2 separate regions of the Drosophila melanogaster genome follow, and region 1 is linked to region 2. A link is a contact called in public HiChIP or PLAC-seq data. All regions are on one chromosome and are shown on one strand. Each heading gives the region's core, a stretch centred on a gene start, on an enhancer-like site or on the middle of the called end of the contact. The rest is flanking DNA. Distances are from core to core; before and after follow the strand shown.

The links. HiChIP or PLAC-seq counts read pairs in DNA pulled down with a chosen protein or histone mark.
Region 1: an H3K27ac HiChIP or PLAC-seq map of the Kc167 cell line shows a contact between it and region 2, with 8 times the contacts expected there. The contact joins the promoter of ENGase here to the promoter of Fim in region 2. A contact is called at or near these places in 50 of 107 Hi-C or Micro-C datasets (the D17-c3 cell line, the Kc167 cell line, the ML-DmBG3-c2 cell line and 21 more) and 3 of 6 datasets of contacts at active chromatin or transcription factors (all in the Kc167 cell line).

The regions. Positions count from the first base shown.
Region 1 is chrX:17,421,799-17,428,624 of dm6, forward strand. ENGase (Endo-beta-N-acetylglucosaminidase) reads left to right here and starts at 1,793. Exons shown (of 4, transcript NM_132987.2): 1 at 1,793-2,058; 2 at 4,298-4,535; 3 at 4,802-5,119; 4 at 5,622-6,826. The coding sequence starts at 1,827. The coding sequence ends at 6,801. CG12994 reads right to left here. Exons shown (of 3, transcript NM_144231.2): 2 at 1,274-1,566; 3 at 522-1,206. The coding sequence starts at 1,328. The coding sequence ends at 1,058. It overlaps CG46464, which reads right to left. Exons shown (of 3, transcript NM_001382168.1): 2 at 1,274-1,566; 3 at 522-1,206. The coding sequence starts at 1,000. The coding sequence ends at 845. CG8611 reads right to left here and starts at 347. Exons shown (of 5, transcript NM_176749.2): 1 at 185-347; 2 at 1-125. The coding sequence starts at 244.
Region 2 is chrX:17,296,681-17,303,728 of dm6, forward strand. Fim (Fimbrin) reads right to left here and starts at 5,249. Exons shown (of 5, transcript NM_078661.4): 1 at 4,680-5,249. The coding sequence starts at 4,754. It overlaps CG5445, which reads left to right. Exons shown (of 5, transcript NM_001298442.1): 3 at 6,159-6,710. The coding sequence starts at 6,235.

The DNA of each region.
Region 1 (6,826 bases), core at 543-3,042, 120 kb after region 2:
ACTTTCGAAGGAGGCGCCCTTCTTCGCACAACGATTGCCTTGACTTTGGGCTTGTCCACATTGAATTGAAAGTCGAAATCCTGGGATTTCTGTGCACGTTTTTTAACCGAAAGCGCGGGCGACTGCTGAAATCAAATATACAATATATAAACACCACTTGAATAACATAGACATAGCCACTAACCTGTTGATTTTTCCGAGCCGACGACTTTACAGTAACATTCAGTGATATATTTTCCACCATTTTGGCACAATTGATGCTCGCAACCAAAGAAGAATCGCGAAACTTTTGTAAATAATAACGAATTGAATAAAACGTGCGTGGCTCTTCTTCTTCGTTTGCCACTCACAGCGAAAAGGTATGGTTACATCTGTTAGCGCGCCAGTGCTACCCATAGAAAAGCACATAGCGCTGCCAGATGAGGAAAAAAAGAAGCATAAGCGCTAAATTCAAATTGCACAATATATCGTTTAAACATCTTTAGTTGAATTTGGCAAAACACAAGAGCCCGTTATATTTAATATTGTATATTAATATATTTCGTATTTGGCAAATTCAGTAACATGTTTGTATTTTAAAGTAACTTTCTCTAAATATAATATGCTTACAACGAGTTTCGCACGCGACATTTGACGACGACCAACAAAAAAAAAAAAAAATAGTTTCACGCATTCAACTGCCTTGGGCAGCGAAGCGCATGGGGTTCCGTAGTAATTGTGGTTTTTGGTGGGTGGTGCTGGGTGGAATGGGCTGGTGGTTCTGTGGTCTGGCGGCTGGGTGGCCCTGGTGGTTTACATACGTGGGTGTCTGCTCTCCTTCGTTTTTCACATCCATGTGGGCATGTCAGCCCCAGCTGCGGGCACAGATGTCGACCACAGACCAATGCATGACGGTGACGGCTGCCTGTGATCCTGCTGGCGATGGTGATACTCCCCCGGGACTGGCCTCAGGAACCCCGACAGCGCTCTGCGATTTGCCAGCTCCCTCCTCCATGCCCATGACCTCATCCCGGGTATGCCCCTGCTGCTCCGTCGTTTGGCAGGCCGCGTACAACAACTATGCGGTCACGTAGTACTCCCGCTGCCTCTTCTGGCACTTCTCGCGCGCAATGTAGCACAAGGCGATCGTGATCAGGAGCACTATGGTCACGCCCATGCCGATGCTTACCCACATGATCTCCTCGTTGATGCCCACATAGGAGCGTCCTGGAGAAAACATAACATAACATACAATAAATCAATGTTAGGGGAATAATCCACATACAGAACCCACCATTGTAGTAGTGATTGGAGTAGCCGGCCTTGCCAGCCACTCGACCCGCTGGCATTTTGCGAAAAGTTCGGGTCAAGTAATAAATAAATGTGCGCGCCCTTTATTTATGTTTGGCTACTTGGCTCGCTGGCCAGCAAAGTTTCAACGGGCTATTTGTTGCTATTGCAGCTGGTTGGGATATTTTATTGGGTTTCTCCTTCTGTTCTTCAATTTCTTTGCCCTTGTTTAATTGGAATTTATGTGTGCAGGCGCACTCTTCGCTTCTCAAGGTCTTTCGGTGGCGCCAGCAGGACCTGAAATTAGCGAAGAGAAAACAAAATTAGAGTAAAATCATTGCTGAAGTTGATATTTTGTCGCGTTTTGAGTGCCATTCAAATTTGCGCGGGCTGTAGTGTTTTGCAGCACTGCTCTGCCCGTTTTACATCACTGCTGAGAAAGAGAAAGAGCACTGCTGTCAGCTGTTTTTAAGTAAATAAACATATTAGTTTTCGACGATTTGATTGTTGCTTATTTGTGGAGTTTCAGGTCAAAATTAATTGTTGGAAATTGTAAGATGGATAGTTTGGAGTCTAAGGAACTGGCAAGCATCAGCAAAGTGATGGAAAACAATGATAAAGCGAGCGAAAATGACAAAATCACCGGCATTACCACCGAAGAAGAAGAAGAAGTTGTTCCCGTGAAGAAGAAGAGAACTGAAGAGGGAGGGGGTGAGCTTAAGGAGGTAGCATGCGAGAAAGAGACAGTGCAACGCGAAAAGTGCCAAGACAAGAACACCTGTAGATGCTGTAAGTCCATCTCTTTCTCTGACACATATATCAGTCTCTATTGCACTATTTGTTTTTTAGGGAAAAGTGAACTTTCATTTTATTGAAATAAATATATTCAACTATTATTTACTACTTTTAAAGTAGTAAAAAAAAAATTGAATAGAGTAAGCGACATGGGTTTTTGTTAGTTCATAATAACAACCTTATCTTTAAAGCTCTCTATTACTCATTCTATAATTTGAGTAGTGATAATGTTTCTGTTTGTTAAATACGTTTTCTTGGTATGTACATAGATGTCATTCTATAAATAGTGTACTTTAGAGATTTAGAGATCAGTAAAACTAGAAAATTTGCTAAGATTACCGAAGTTATCATTCGCTTTAAAGTTGAACGAACATAAGCAATAGCACTCTTTGTTCATCATGAATCCTTTAAGCGTGTCCCTTTTATCTGACCAAGGATAGTAATAGACTTTTGGATCATTTCGTATGCAGGGATTGTTCCTGGCCAGAATCCATATCCTGGCATCCGTGATAGATTAAAGTAACGCCCAGGCACAAATTGCTTGAAAACGTCACGCCTGTCGTCCTTTTCCCTGCCATATCTGCTGCAGTTGCAAAAAGTTTCGCCCAAGCACACTGAGAAAAACGAATTGCACCGCATCCATAAGCCTTAGAAATAAATTCAAGGTGTAAAACAACAGCACTGCGCACCGAAATGAGCCCTTGTGGCCATGGTTCATTTGAAAGAAACCTCTAACTGGCTAAATTTTCTCGCAGTGCAGCAGCAAACACAACAGGAAGCAGCGCATCCTTCCGTTTCCATGCTGCACATTCAGAAACTGCAACTGCAATCGAAATGAGTGCGAAGGTCGCTTTTGACCAGGCCCAAACCGAAAACCCGTTAGTGAAGTGGCTTTAACTCGGCTTTCGACTTGAATAATTCATGTCCAAAAAACGGCATACTATGCCACGCATCGCAATCCAATATAATGCCATTTTCAGGGCTCACGTACCAAAAATCGTGCAACACAAAAGTTGGGAGTTGGGAGTTTTTTGGACCGCCAGCGATAAGGGCGATAACTGAATCATTTGTTTTCGCTTTTCCCCCCGGAAAATTGCGAACTTTAAAGGAAACTCCTGCCTGCGTGGTAATGAAAATAAAGCGTTCACCCGTTATTTAACCGCGCATTAAGTGCAGTTGACGTTCCCGGCGGCGTTGGCTAATTGAAAAGCGCCAACTGCAGCCAGCATGGGTTAACTTAACCCCACACTAACCCCTCGACTCATGATTAAATGGCTGTCTGGGGTATTTATAGACCGGCAATCCTTTCTGGTTAGCAACTGCTGCACAATCCCATTAAGATTGCTTATTTCCACAACTATCTCTTGCTTTTAAGTAGCAGCAATACATTTGTATAAATATAGATAGATTACTCGTTAATATTGTGAGGCATATAACAGGATAATTGCTCACGGCATGTATCTTAGAGTTCTCACACTCTCTCTTAGGTTAAGATATCTAATTTCCCCCACTATCTCAGCTAAACTGAACCTTTTATATTATTCATGACACTGGATACTATTATTTAATTGGAGCAAGAATTTGCATAACAGCTGCACTTAATCGCCATTGAAATTATCTGGCGGAAATAATAACCAGCTCGCTAGTTTGACCGTGACAAATTCAGCGGGTCAAGTGGCGAATGCGAAAATTGAAAAACTTTAAGTGCTTATGCGGAAAATGCAGAAGAAAGAAATTCAGCTCGTTCTACGAGCGTTGTAAAAATGCTACTAAACGCCGGTAATTGGGTTATAAAATTCACTTATTCACGTTTAATGGGTATTCGAATATGGAAAGTATAACGCTTTTTATTATGGAGAATTACAGAATTTATTAGCTAAGAATGTTCCATAAAATACATATACCCCTTGAAGGCAATAAATAAGTCGCTATTAAGGTACTTAAATACATGCAAGTTTTAGTTTGTCTGGTTTTTGAATTAGAGAACTGTTCAACAACCCAAAGTGTTATAAACTAGGCAAACTGTTTTTTTTCCAGTGGGGCTCAGGCAACCCATTGCCATTTCATGGCACAAATATTCGAGATATAAAAACATAAGCTAGAGATTAGCTAGTAGCGAACCGCTGTCCCATTCTCCATTGTCCACTGAGCCCTCGAGCGGTTCGCATCCGCGCAAAGATCTTAGAAGTAATGTCTTTACGACGTGGACTTTACATATCCCCCGCCCTTGCAGCCCAACTGGAGGCGGAGCCTATCAAGGATAACCGCCAGCTGCTGGAGTTTCGGGTGCGAAGCCGGAACATCGACTGGCGCGAGTACGTCCTGCCACTGGACACCAGCGTTCGAACGACACCCGTCTATCTGGACCGCCAGGCGGACTTCGTGGGCAGCACCCGGCGCCAGGTGACCGAGGATAATCGCCGGGAACTGCTCGTCTGCCACGACATGATGGGCAACTACCTCGAGGATCGGTGAGTCCTTAAACTGAGAAGTTTAACAACAAAAGGAGGGGGTACCTGGGATGCAATCCCTTTACGAATTTACCTAACAAAAAGCCCATGTCAGGTCAATGCAAATGTATTGCAACTTACTAATTTTCAAGCCACTTGATGCAATCGAAGTTGTACTAATGAATATCTGCCGCAAAAACAGGCGAAGCTATGCGGTTTCATTAAACTTGGAAGCCAGAGGGGTCCGAAAATAAAGTTTTTTTTAATGGTTTTTTGTGTTTTGCCAGGCACTTTCACAGCTCCCAGAAGTACGACGACTATCGATTCGTGCACTGGTCAGCCGTGGATTACTTCTGTTACTTCAGCCACGACTACGTGACCATTCCGCCCTGTGGTTGGCTGAATGCCGCCCATCGCCACGGAGTTCCGGTGGTGGGCACGTTCATCGTGGAGGCTACCGCACGGCTGGACGAGTTTCTGGCCAGCGAAGAGAGTGTCGAGAGCACCGTGGAGGCTCTAACCCGTCTCTGTGAGCACTTCGGCTTCGAGGGATGGCTGGTCAACGTGGAGGTGACTGTTCCCCTGGCCAAAATGCCCAGACTATAGTGAGTACTCATGGACAGTGCATCCTAAAAAAAAGGGTCCTTGTTACCCCTTTAAAATTCGCACACAAGCTGTTAGCTAGTAAAAGTTTTAGAATGCGAGTGTTTACATGAAAAATGGCTGTGTATCAGCGCCTCTTGCAACCAATTCGCCATAGGAGCAAACTTTGGCCTTGTATCAGCTGTCCAATTTATCAACAGCTTCTGCAATTCAATCTATCATGAACTGTCAAAAGCAAAACGAGCTTTTCTATTTTCACACTACAATCAAGTTGACTTATTGCACTTTGCACAAGTCAATGGAACGCATAAGTTCGATTGCACATAAGATAACATCCGCATGGAATTTAAAAAATTCGGAATAATAGTGAAGAGCATCTGAAAAGCAGGCAATTCTTACTTGATATATAAAGTGAATTTGGCGCCGAAACTAATCCTAACGTAATGGCTGTAACCTTGAGATCGATTCATGCTAATCCCTTTATGGCGTTTCCATTTTCCACAGCCGCTTTGTCCGGCAACTGACGGCTGCCACGGAGTCACGTGTGCCACATGGTCGTGTCTTTTGGTACGACAGCGTTACGGACGACGGCCAACTCCGGTGGCAGAACGAGCTCAACTCCCGCAACGCGAAGTTTTTCCGGCACAGCCATGGAACGCTCATAAACTACGCCTGGGACGAGGGCCATCTGGAGCGGAGTGCTCAGCAGGTCAGGAGGGAGCAATCGCCCCGGCATCGCGTCTTTATGGGCCTGGATGTGTTCGGAAGAAGTCGCAAGGGCGGCTTCCATAGTTGGGAGACCATGGAGCTCATTGCAAAGAACGGCTTCTCGGCGGGCATCTTTGCACCCGGCTGGACCTTCGAAACCCTCAATCGCTTTGGGTACAACATCAAAAATCCACGCGGGGATGACCAGGTGAACGCGTCCTTTTTGGCCAGAAACGAGGCGTGGTGGTCTCGCATTTGGCCCACATTGGCCACGCATCCGTACACTTCGCTGCCCTTCTTCACGGACTTTTGCGTGGGTTCCGGCCGGGCGAAATTCGAGCGAGGTTGGCGGATTTTGGGCGAGGATAGCCCCTTCTTCAATCTATCGCGGCAATCGCTGCAGCCGTCGGTGCCGCTGGGCAGGAATGCAATGCATCATTTCGACGAGGCCTACTCGGGCGGCTGCTCCCTACTGGTGACCAACTACGAGCGGGCTTTCCGGCTTTTTGTCACCGACTTTGAATTGGACCGCGGCGTTTTGCTCCTTAGGTATGTCTTCAAAATCGACGGTGATGCCGTCGGCACCATGTTTGACTTGCTAGTGCGAGTGACACCGCTCCGTAGGAATGACCAGGACTTGCACCTCTTCTGCGGCGACTATGAAGGCTCCATCGTTGCTCCACAGCGCTGCTACCTATCGCCTCACGAAAGCGACCTGCCCAGCGGTCTTTTCCGCTTGCACCACGACAGCAGCTCCTTGGCAGCGGGCTGGCAGATGCGTGACTATCTGGTCAAGTTCGATGGACCCGTCAGGGTTCAGGATATCGGAGTTAAGTACCAGCGGCCGTCGGAATCGAGCACGGATGCCAAGTTGGGTTTCGTGTATGTGGACGGCCTGACGCTGGAGGATTTAAAGGACACTTGGACAGATATTCCAGTCTACAGCAAACACATGTGGAATGAGCAGCGAGCTTGAAGCCCAAGTTGCTTGTGTAAATAAG
Region 2 (7,048 bases), core at 3,999-6,498:
GGAATATGTGGAAAAAGGGGGAAAAGGCAAGCAGTAACACTCTGGTAAATATTGGAAATGAGGCACTAAATCATCCGTGTCTCTATTTACAATACCCGTATCCATATCCATATCCCCCGTTTTTCCCTCTCCCTTCCCCTTTCCTTCTGACAAGTGCCAAGTGAAAACCGAAAATGGCAAAAACTGATAAAAAGAAATGACAAACAATCCGACGCTGCCCCCAAAAGGTAACCGGCCAGAGTTCAACAAACCTGGCACGCAAAAAAAAAACAACTCGAAAACAACGAGGGAAGGCGCCCAAAAATGGTATCCGGAATTTGAATACCCTTAAGGAGAGAATTCCATTAGAATCGGTCATCTATTCGAGGTTTTGTACATTATGATATTCCTGCACTATAATTCTTTGTACATCCATACATACATTATTTATTTTATGTAAGTTACTACACATAGCAAAAAAGTTGTAACATTTAAATTACTCCAAGCAAGGGTATTAAAACGAAAGGAAATGCAGTGCGTCGACTTGAGAAAAAGGACTACCAAATAAGAAAGAGAAAAAGTGGTAAAGTGAGGGAGAGGTTGTCTTTATGCAGCTGCAACTTATCGCACATAAAATGCAATCAACGCATTACGAACACTTTCACTCTTGATAGCCATGCACAGTGTAACTATGCGGATTTCCAAAACAAATGATATAATACTGTCATTTTACACAAGTGTCTTTTCACAGTTTGGTGAGCAAATTTGTGTTGATTTAATACGCAAATTCTTAAAACGACATTTTAAATGGCTCTCAAATAATTCCCAACATTCGATTTGTTTGCTTCCCAATCACGTAACACTTACGTGTCCCACGGACTTTATAAGCACACAATCTTCGGATCGAATGATATCATCGCTGTTTGATCACGACCCACTGTGCGGCACGACTTTTGATGGACACTGTGTGCCGGTTGTATGTTCGGGTATTCAAAACTCTTTGGCATGTGCATTAAAATGACAATGAAATTAAAAACGAAATAAATAAAGAAAGCGTTTTTAGCGCTAAGTGCCCGAGTAGCCTGCACTCAAAATGCACTTGAGAGGGCCCCAAACAATGTTGATAAAAGCCAAGCTGCAGCAACATCCCCAAGAATAATATACATATTCGGAAAAGACAATAATAAGTGTTGTTTTTTGTGTGAATGGGAACACCCTAGTAAAAGCAGGAAAAAAAAAACGCCGGGAGAGAAAAAACAGCAGCAGCCGAAAGACCTAATAAACGCAGCCAAATGAATTATGTGCCTGTCCATCAACTTTTGAAAAGAGCAACATGCAATGCAACAAAGGCGGCACACACTTGCGCTCAAGATAATAGCATCCATAAATCGAGGAATAGGAAAAGTGTAAAATCGAACATAACTGCAGTTTAATGCCAAGAGATTTGGACTCTCAATGCGGCTTACTCATAAATCTGCTATAAATTGCGTAATGTATTCATCGAAACGCTTTAATTTCTACCGTCATTGTTTATCAAGTATGCAAGCTCGATAAACCATAAAAACACATTGCATATCTCCTTCACATCGGGGCACTCAAAATGCGGGGCTTTGCGGCAATTAACACTGACACTCCCACGCAGAAGCAGAAACCGAAACAGAAACAAAAACACTGGAAGAATGGGAAAGAAACACAGAAACTCGAGACGAAAACGAAAGACAAACAAAAGCAGCGCTTTGTATGTGGGTGTGGCAACACTGTCTTGCTGCTTGACAAGAGCAAATGGCAACAATGTGCCACTCATATGCGATAGGCAATAATCCTGAATCCGGATCCTCAATACTCTGAACCATAATGCTTTTGCGTTTAGATTGCAACATAAATATTAAAGTATTTAATTTAAATTTAAATCGCCATATACCGATTAGATGGAAGGGGAAACCGCTGTATTGCCGCCAGCAATTTCAACAATATCAAATAGAGTCCCCGTGGGATAAACAAGTGTGTTTACCATAATTTCAATATCATAATTAGGCAGCCTTTATTCAGTGAATAAAAAGAGCGCGGAATTGTTCATTCGGATATTACAATTTTTCCCTTGATCTGAGGCATACGGTATTAGTCATCGCAGCATCCAACAACAATAGTGGAACAACGAAAACAGATTTCAGCTTTCAAGTGTCAATCAGTGCAGCGATTGTTCGCCGCCCACACAACTCCCACCCATTGTATGTATTGTGCCTGGTTCAGTAGTGTTTATCCTGATCTCGTTTGGAATCAGCTTCTTGCAAACCGTTCTGTTGGCCACGCGGATCCATTGGAGTTCCAAGCACAATGGACCCACATTGTTCGACCGATTAACGGCCAAAGACGCGTGCGACGGCAGTCGACTTAAATGGTACACTGAGATAAAATGTGGTGTTATTTAGTAATGCGAATTTATCAATGAGATGATACTTTTAATTTTAAATTTTATATTTAACGAAGAGGTTTTCAAGACAAGATTAGATTCTTTTTTTTTTGCCTGCATTCCGTTTTCGTTGGCAGTTGCAATCAAGCATGGTTTTTTTTTTATGTCTTCCAGCATATATGGATTTTATGGCCTGCACTCGAAGCAATTGCAGCGTGGGCGTTTATTATATTCCTCTTTTTTTGGTTTCGGAATTGCCGGGAATTACGAGCTCAGCGAAAAGCCAAATGCCAAATGCAGAGCGGGATTCGAGCAGTCGGGCGAGCGAAAATCAGCAAGAAACAATTGTAAACTATTAAGTGTGTGCATAAAATTGAACGAAAATTGCTCGACTCCGGTTGCCCCCTGAACCAAGGTGACGAATGCACAGTGGGTCAAAAACTACGAATTGTAGGTATCGAATGTTGCTTGATTGCGAAGTTCACTGCAATAGTGTTAGTACTTATGCATGTATATAATGAATAGCAATGCTCAAAACTATAAATGTAACATAGTAATAACAAGATTGAATGATATTCAATGAAACCGAATAAGCACTCCTATTGTCGGCAATACCGATGTATGGTTTTTGAATTCATTTCGTAGGGCCAACCGCCGGCGACCCACTGTGCGACTTGTCTTGCGTTTGAGAGCAGATATCTGAATCTGAATTGAAGCTGCGACCGAGCTGAGACGTAGTTTTTCACGCTCTCCCGGTGACGGGGCTTGTATATATGTGCCCTGGCCTGTGATTTTTATATTTATTTTTAGTTTAAGCAGAAACTGGTTTTCATGCTATTCCACTCCGCCCCCTGCGAACCCCACCAAAAAAAAGGGGTGGCAGTAGAGCGACTTTTACGTGGTGTCATGGTATGGAAATAAATGCACGTTATACGCTAACTTTATACCGCTGGCCTTGCCCAAATATTATTCTCGCGAAATTCGCAAGAAAGATTCGTTCGTCAAGTGAAAGATGATGGTTGGTTGGTTGGTGTCAACATTGTTGTGTTATTTTTTAGTTTGCTTTTAGCATTAGTCACTATGGGGGATGGGCAGCGACGCCGACTGCGGCATTGAACTTGCGTTTCTCCACGCATGCGCTGCCCTTATACTCGTAATGATTTCGTTTTGGGCTTTGCAGTTGCAGAGGGCTCCACCCAAAAAATAAGACAAAAAAGTGTTTTCTTCTGTAAACATTCGAAGGAAATTCTCGATGCACGATAAGAAATATTTGCATACTTTATCGAGGCGGTGACAAGACAAAGTAATGTGTCTACTGTGGATGTCGGCTTGGTTTATCTAGTTTCGTTTTTACGGTACATGGCTCAGACAGTTTGATAAGTGCAATATTCGTCAACAGCTTTTGCATTCCAATTTACCACAATACACAATACACATAAAGAAATCAAAAACAAAATTCACTTTATAGTACAAATTAAAGTAATTTTTTCCTCTTGCTTCTCGTACTCTTGATAACGACTCTCCACTGTGCGAAGAGCGGGAGATAAGAGATGCGGGAAAGGGAAACTTGTTTGCTCATCTGCTGTCCCCTCCCACCCACATCCACGCACGCGCCCCTCTCCCTCGCACTGGCATATGCAGCAGCGGGCGCAGCGCATTAACCGTTAGCTAGCGATGCTTGTCTTTGCTTCTTTTCACGGTCTTTTCCAGTGGCGGATCAAGGGGGGATTTTGAAGGGCTAAAGGACTAAGTTACTCTCGTAAGTGTAATGCAAAATTTGATCTCTGTTCTTGTACGATTTCCTCTTCTCCTGTCCAACATTCGTGCCAGCTGATTAAGTTAAGTTTTAGTTTTACAATTCCCAATTTAATTAACTTCTTGCTGGTTCTGCTTCTTTGTCGATTAAAAACTAAGCAAGAACATGAACTAAAATCGGAGTGGTAAGACCCTTTCAAAGTCCGACTCTGTTCTTCTCCTGCTCCTGCTGCCCCCGCCACTGCTTCTTCTTCGCTTAAGTCCACTTCATGGGGGGTTGCTTTGCACTGTTGAAGGCCAGCCGCGCTGTCGGCTGCGCAGCCGGCGTTGGCGTCAGCGTCGCTGCTCCCCATTGTCAACGCCGACGCCCACATGCACCGCTTAACGGTTTTCTTCCTGCGCCTCATGCGTGCGTGTGTGTGTGAGTCATTCAATTTGAATTTCAACAATTTGCCACCTATGACTCTTATTGATTGAATGTTGCTATTGCCATTGCTAAAACCATTTCGTTTTGCTGCTCTTTTTGTCATCTCACCTCTATGAATTTCTCCTTGATCTCCGCCTTTTCATCAATGGACAGCGTTTTTGTGAATTTGTTAAGTGTTGCCATTTTCGCTGCCGATGTGTGTGTGGTGTGCTGCTGCTGCTTTTCTTCTTGACTTTCTTAATTATTTATAACTGACGCCGCTGATTGGTAATTATTTTAAATAAATTATCCGTTTATAATCAATTTCACTTTGTCGCCGTTTTCGCAGTCGGCGATTTTCTTCTTTTTGCTCCTCTTCTTTTTTGTTTTACCGCGCGCTCCTTTTCCTATACGTATCTATGTATTTGTGCGTTTCTGTGCTAATATTCTTAAACTTCTTTTACTTTTTTCTTAACTTTTCACCCATACACACTCGTTGCTGGTTTTGTTTGTTGCTGGTTTTTACCAAAAAAAAAAAGATGAAGCCAGATTTAAAGCCTCCGTGTTGTTATTTACAACGTCAACCGAGCAAATTTTGTTTTCAAACGTTATTTAGCACGTCTGAATTCGGAATCGACCGGTTTGCTGTGCGTGCGAAGCGCTTTTGTTAGATGTTTAACAACAAACAGAAAACTAAATTGCAGGTTGTATTGTGAGAAATGAAAGAAGACAACGGAGCGAAAACAGTGTGCCCGTTTTGGAATTTGAAAAACCTACAAAAATACGGTGGTACTTACCGCGATATTTCCAAAACTGAGCACAGTATTCCATTTGAACTTAAATTTTCGATAGAATTGAAATACCTCTTAATGTCATAATAGACAGCACATTGTTTTTCTTCAAGTTTAAATATAGTTAATTTAAGCTTGGAAGAGAATTTAAAAAAAGCTTAAAGCTGCTTATGCTAAGTTATGTGCGCAAATTTATTTTTTTTACATTTTACATGTGCGTAGAATTTCCGTTGTTGAGTTAGCAGCAATTGAAGAACGTTGGAATTTGAATTATGGGGACGTTTTTTATTCAGTTATTTTTCTTTATTAGGAGGTGAATTCGAAAAAGATATTTCTTTATCTCTTTCTTTGACGCACATCATATTACAATGTTAACAAACATAAACGTTTAGTATTTTTCCGCTATCGGGTAGTATTTCGCGGTCGGCTCGCCACGGTTCCTCTTCTTTTGTCTAAAAGAATAGAATCGCCTGGTCACACCGCAGGGTCCAGTATTGTTGCCTTTTTATTTTATTCCCGCATTTCTTCGCTTTGAAGCGATCGCTTTTCGGCTTTCTTTGAGGTCACAGGTCACGCCAGCGGACGCTGGAAGCCGAAACGCCCCCCGCCTCGCCCCCTTGGCCATGGTGACCGTCGCTGTTGTTGTTTTTGTCGCCCTTTAAAACCAGCTGCTGCATCTGTGTGTGCGCGCGTGCTTGCGAGTATTTCCAACCAAGCGTGCGTCGGTGTGCGTGCGTGTACAAGTGCTGAAACAACAACAAAAGCGTAAAACGCATTTTCATTTGATTGCGATTTTGATTTGATATATTAATTACAGAAAGAAAGGGGGAGAAAGCAAACAAAGGAGACAAACTGTGAGAGAAAGACAGAGCGAGATCAAGACAGTGAGCGAGATGGATGTGGAGGAGAACTACGAAAACGCCGCCGAGATGCAGAACATGAACATGAATCTGAATCTAAATCCGAATCCGAATCCAAATTCGGACAGCCAGCAGCAGCAGCAACAACAGATGCAATGTGAACCGTTATTCGGGCTCACAACCAATACAACAACAACCACAAATCCCATGATGGCCATTCCCCTGCCCGCGCCCCCAGGGCCGCACTCCGCTCCGAACAACAGTCCAAATTCGAATGCGAATCCCAACTCAAATCTGAGTCCCAGTCCATCCGCAACAACCGCTAACGCATCCGCATCCACGATCAAGTGTCTACCGACGAACGACTTCGATATCGACTCCCTGTTGCTGCAACAGTTCAGCTGTATGGGCACCACGGACCACGAAGACCTCATCAGCCAGTTTCAGAGCCTAATGAACAACCAGATGAACCGGGAATCGGCCAGGTTTTACCTAGAGATGAGTAACTGGTAAGGATATAGCTATAAGTAAAATATCTCAAATCCATTGTGGTTTAATATTCCAAATGGAGTTAGAACACAGAATGTTTCATAATCCATTGAATTTAAGCTTCTTCCCTGCGTTCTGGACATATTATAGTCTTTATAAACTATATTTTACTTAAAGATGTGTTACTAGTAATGATATACATATGTACTCAGAAATCCCCATGGTACGATCATCATGGGCGATGTTATCGAGGCCTTTTTCTTTTATTTTAACATACTTTCTTATATTTTAACATACACAATTTAGAACAATGCATAATTATTGAATTATGAATAATTTTACATTGTTGTGTTTCATT